Linked DNA regions of Mus musculus: region 1 is linked to region 2. Evidence: chromatin contacts called from public promoter capture Hi-C data. All regions are on one chromosome and are shown on one strand. Each heading gives the region's core, a stretch centred on a gene start, on an enhancer-like site or on the middle of the called end of the contact. The rest is flanking DNA. Distances are from core to core; before and after follow the strand shown. Region 1 holds the start of Aox1 (aldehyde oxidase 1). Region 2 holds the start of Sf3b1 (splicing factor 3b, subunit 1).

Evidence for each region. Promoter capture Hi-C pulls out the DNA fragments that hold promoters and counts their contacts.
Region 1: a promoter capture Hi-C map of embryonic stem cells shows a contact between it and region 2, with 4 times the contacts expected there. The contact joins the promoter of Aox1 here to the promoter of Sf3b1 in region 2. A contact is called at or near these places in 2 of 39 promoter capture datasets (cranial neural crest and embryonic stem cells) and 1 of 9 other capture datasets (pancreatic islet).

Annotation. Positions count from the first base shown.
Region 1 is chr1:58,028,699-58,031,398 of GRCm38.p6, reverse strand. It overlaps Aox1 (aldehyde oxidase 1), which reads right to left and starts at 1,430. Exons shown (of 35, transcript NM_009676.2): 1 at 1,341-1,430. The coding sequence starts at 1,382.
Region 2 is chr1:55,026,103-55,028,840 of GRCm38.p6, reverse strand. It overlaps Sf3b1 (splicing factor 3b, subunit 1), which reads left to right and starts at 1,363. Exons shown (of 25, transcript NM_031179.2): 1 at 1,363-1,502. The coding sequence starts at 1,475.

The DNA of each region.
Region 1 (2,700 bases), core at 181-2,680, 3.0 Mb before region 2:
CAACCCCTCACCAGCAGGGGTCGCATCCTTTCTGTGGTTTGCTATATCCCATAAGCTTAAACATAGCTTAGTATCTGTTAGGATGTTCATGAAAACACACAATGGATATTCATGATTGCTCTTTTCGCAATAAGTAGTGTTGGCCTGTTAGTAGCCTTGGAGTCTGCCTCCAAGAGGCAGTGAGGCTCCAGTGAGCGGCAATGGATTCCGTTCGTTTAGTAAGGACAGAATACACTCCAGCTTTTTCTGTTATGCAAAAGGAAACGGAAGGAACAGGGCAGCCATTTCACCCATTATTCTAGTTCACCTTCATGGTAGTCCTGTGGGGAGATGGGGGGACAGCTAATGGGTTTCATCTATTTAAGGATCCATCTATCCCGCTTCAGGGCCATGAAGCAGGGACTCATAAAGGTTTTTTTTTTTTTTAAATGGGGGCTTCTATGATTTGGGAGACCCTGTTCTTCAAGGAAGAAAACACATTACAAAACTACAGCAGTGTGACTCAACTTCATAGCCTCCGAAGAGTCCTCACACAGGAAAGGTCTGGTTGGCGCTAAACCTTCCTTGGCTTCCAGTTGGTCAGCCAGTGCCAGCTAGAACAAGGGCTCTGGCTGTCCCTAGCCAGACACAGGGAACACAGCGGGATCCAAAGGGCGGAACTGACATTGTGGACAGCAGCTCTCCACCCCCCACTCAAAGTGCTATCAGTTTACACAGAGAACACTCCAGATGAGCTGGGCCACTGCCCAGACGGCTGCTTTAAACGATGCCCAGAGGCTTTGCTGTCCCCAAGCAACAGGATTTGCCTGGAGCCGCCATAAAAGTCTTCAGAGCCAAGGCACACACACAAATAAAACAAAATGCCACACTCGGCAGGAGCCCCTGATTCTGGCAAGCTGTGCTGTGCCAGGAACTTGCTTTGGCTTCACCAAGTTGAAAAATCACAGAGTAGCTAGAACCAGTGCACCTCTGTGGCCCTGTTAAAGCTGGGTATTGCTCACCCAGACAAGCAGAGACTTGAGGCTACTTATTTAATTGTGCTGGAAGATCTTATCAGCCGGAGGCTTTAAGGGAGGGAAGGTCTGGATGCTCCCCGTCCGGAAGGGAGAGGCCCTGGGATTCAGACATTCTGAAATTCTTAGTCTTCCATGCGCTGGTCGTGATGCGAAAGGTCTGAAAAATAATCTGATCTCCTTTGAGTTTTATAATGCAGATTCCTATGCTGAGGACCCAATGAGACCCCATGCTAAGGTTTCAGCGAAAGCAGGGCGCAGGCTGGGATAGGGCCCAGAACTGGGGTCCGGGGTGGTGCAGGAGTCTGCCTACCCGCGGGCTCTCACCTTCTGGCCATTCACGTAGAAGAGCAGCTGAATGGGGTCCATGACTCCGAGGTCCCTAGCAGGTCCCTAGCAGCGCCAGTCCTTGCAGAGAATAAATTGCCCGAGGCTACAGGGCGGGGCTTGTCTGTGCTTCTAAGTCTCCACCCTCCCAGAAAGTTTTGGAAGAGCCAATGCTGCAGAGGTCCTAAAGGGAAAACTCTCCTGACACTACAGAGTGTGCCAGCGTGGGAGACAAGCTGAAATCTTTGGGTTTTGGCATCGATGGGAGAGAGGGGTAGCTGGGCGGCCAGCCTCAGGAAGTCCTGAGTCATTGCTCTAGTATCTGTGCCAATGCTTGCTTATTGAAGTGGTTTCCAGAATCCTCTCGTTTGTTTAGGGGGAAGGCAGCCTGGCTGTACTGCTGAGTCACTTCCCAAGAGTCCTGCGCCCTTAACCTCACTTTTTGGCTTTCTTTATATTTTAGAATCCACTTTATAAAACCTGGCAAGTCTCAAATGAGACCAAATTATTTTCCAGGCCTTAGTATATCTCCCTAGGTTATTTTATTCATGCAATACAACATCCCCACCCCTCAATACCCATTCACACAGGGTTTCTCTGGGTAACAGCCTGGCTGTCTTGGAACTCTTCTTTGTAGACCAGGCTGGCCTCGAAATCACAGATCTCCACCTGCCTCTGCCCCTTGAGTGCTGAGATTAAAGGTATGCACCACTACACAACATTTTTATTGTGAAAACTTCCCGTTTGTAGGTAGAGGAGAAGAAACCACATCTCAGCAATTCCAGGAGTGGTTAACAGTAAGTGGCTAACACCTCCTTGCTTCCCAAGGATCTTAAGCACATTTCAGACAGTGTTTTACCAGTAGACAGAAAACGTGTGTGTATGTGTGTGTGTGTGTGTGTGTGTGTGTGTGTGTGTGTGTGTGTGTGTGTGTGTAAGCATCACTATAAAGCTATGGCTAGTTTGGAATTTACTGGCTTTGAACTGACAGCTTCTATCAGCTTCTGCCTCTTCCTGAGTGCTGGAATCAAAGGTGTGTGTGAGCCTCCATATCTGTCAAACATTTTCTTTTTTGAAAAATACTTTATGTTTGACAGGATCTGGGGAAATGGCTCAGAGGTTAAGAGCTTCCAGGACCCAGGACTAGAACAAACCTGTTTTCTTTATAAAGTATCCAGTTTGGGGCATTCTGCTTTAGCAATAGTGAAGAGATTAAAAGATTAGATGAACAGATTAAAAGCTAGAATTCTTTTACTCTCCTGATGCCAATAATCTCCATTCTAAAATCTTACTAACTAGAGATGGCTCAGTGGCTCAGAGCATTTGTTTCTAACAGATTCAATTCCTAACATTCACAGTC
Region 2 (2,738 bases), core at 114-2,613:
GCCCTGTGGAACTCACTTTGTAGAACAGGCTGGCCTTGAACTCAGAAATCCGCCTGCCTCTGCCTCCTGAGTGCTGGGATTAAAGGCGTGCGCCACCACGCCCAGCATGAAAAAATCTTATTTTTATAAAAGAGGATTCACAAGACAATTCTGGGTGATCTTTTAGTGATGTTTATCATTACTCTGGAACTCCAGGAAGTATTTAGCTTCTACAATTACCACAAATGCAGCAAATGCTCCTTTGAATCTGTTATAGAAATGATAAGCCTTCCCAGTGAGAAAGCATCCTGCACATTTGGAGGATAATAAAGGAAAAAGGTCTGGCACAGCTGGCTCTGGCTAATGCTCGGTAGGGCCAGCCTTGAATACATTTTGATAACTTAGAGACACCTTAGGCTTATTTTCTCCAAATATGAGGTTATCCTCAAATTTGTAATTTAGGTCCCAACCCTGGGTTACATTTAGTACAACTTAAACAGAGACAGAAGGCTGAAAATCTGGTCAATAGGTCACTCCTATTTGCCTGGTCATTTAGGCATCAGTTATTGCCAGAATTATTTTAAGTGCACCAGTGTTGTACTTTTTCAAATAGTTGTTACCTGGGGTCATCTTACCCATTTGGCAGAATTATGTTTCTCTCAAGAAAAGAACTGGGCTTTATTGTAGATCAGGACTTAACATTGCTTGTGACCCTATACTATTCCCTTGAGCTGCCTGTTAAGAGAAGTATTCTACCGTATCTAATGGCTGGTCAATACTGGTGAACCAACATTAACATCTTAGGCATCATAAACTTTATTTCTAACAGGCCTGGCTAGCATACTGTTTATTTTTTGGGTGTCTTGGAGGCAGTGTTCCTTTGGCTAAATTCTATTTTGTGTAATTTAATCTCTCTCTCTCTCTACTTTTTATTTTTGTTTTTTTCGAGACAGGGTTTCTCTGTGTAGCCTTGGCTGTTCTGGAACTCACTCTGTAGACCAGGCTGGCCTCGAACTCAGAATCTGCCTGCCGCTGCCTCCCAAGTGCTGGGATTAAAGGGGTGCGCCACCACTGCCAGGCTCCTTTGGTTTTATTAAAGACAGGCTTTGTCTGTACAGCCCTGGCTTCGGGAACTCTCTTTGTAGACCAGGCTGGCCTCGAACTGCCTCTTCTCTTCCGAGTGCTTGAATTAACGGCACGTTACCCACCACTGGCCGGACAGGCTACAGCCCTCTTGGGAAGTAGCCATCCTCTTCCGCGTTTAGTCTTCCCCGCGGTTTCGCTGGCTTTTTAAGGAAGCCGCCGGGAGCCCGCCCTGGCCCCGCCCACTCCCATAATGCCCCTCGCAGTCTCATATAGGTGGCAGTTGAAGTACGTGCTACAGTGCGGCGCGCGCTCCCGGGTGCGCACGCTCAGAGAGCGGCCTCTGTTTCTGGCGGCGGCGAGCGGAAGTCCTTGGGAGCGCCAGTTCCGTCTGTGTGTTCGAGTGGACAAAATGGCGAAGATCGCCAAGACTCACGAAGGTAAGCGGCCTTTCCCTTCCCACGCGCGACCTCGGCAGCCAGCCAGCCGCGGCCCTCTCTCCTGGCTTTCTGCGTCTTCGCGTGGCATCTCTGGTCTCGACCGAGGCCGCGCGGCGAGGCCTGCTCGGCTCGTCGGCGCAGGCCGCTGCCCGCGTAATGGCGTCCTCTCGCACTCCGGGACCGGCGCTTTGTTCCGCGCTGGCTGTTGGTGCTTCCGAGTTCTCTTGTTCTGACCGGAGAGCCTCGCTCGAGCGGCTTGCCCCGGGGGACTCCCGGGGAGGGAGCGGGGAGGCGGACGTGGGAGGCCGACTTTCTCGCCCCCCGGGCGCTATCGTCGGCAGTTCGTACCTGGAAAGCCCTGAATGACGGCAGCCGCTTTCGGGCCGCTCCTAACGGAGGCCGCTTCAGCGCAGGCCTGCCAATCCCAGCCTTCGCGATACAGGCATCTCCAAGGCGGCTGGATCGTGTTGTGGTGCTTGCACTAAATGATTCCGGCAGAAAATCTGGTAGTTTACTCCTTTAATCACTTGTGTCCTGGTGTTCTATCTTTTTCCCTTTGAGAGCTAGGTGTTGGAGAATCAGGAGGAAGAGAGAAGGAAAGGCAGATTTGACCAGTTGCCAAAGTTTTCTGGGTAGTCGCTTATTTTATGCTGCACAAGAGTAAACAGAGCTAGAAACATGTTGAGAAGCAACCAGATTCCATAAGGAAAGTAACCAGAGAAGACGGGAAGGAATTTGAGTCTGAGAGACAGAATCCCTGTTTCTTGGCTCCCGGTTAAGAAGCCAAAATTTACGCTGACACTAAGTCACTAAACCCGTCCTTTCTAAGTGTGTGTCTCGGTGTTAGAGAGAGGTAACAAGCTAAGGATGTCAGAAATTTGACAGTTTGATGTGGAAGCAGATGTGTGAATATTCTCTTAGAAAATCAAAGGAATGTGTACAGAGAAGTAAAGCCAGTACTTTCTGAGAAGCTGGGTAACGGAGCCATTAATTTATGCTTAGTTATTTTTGGGAGGTGGTGACGCGGCGCTGATAAAAAAGGATCAATCAGTTTTAAATTAGGGGAGGATGTCTGAGCCGGAGGGAACATCTTGTACCATGCAGTGAGTGTCGCTGTGGTAGGATAGAGGAGGGTGTAAGGAGGGAATTCCGATGCGAATCTAAAGAGATGGTTTAGGACCAATAGCTGGGACATTTGAGGAACTGAAAATACTAACACTTTTGAAAGCCAGAAAT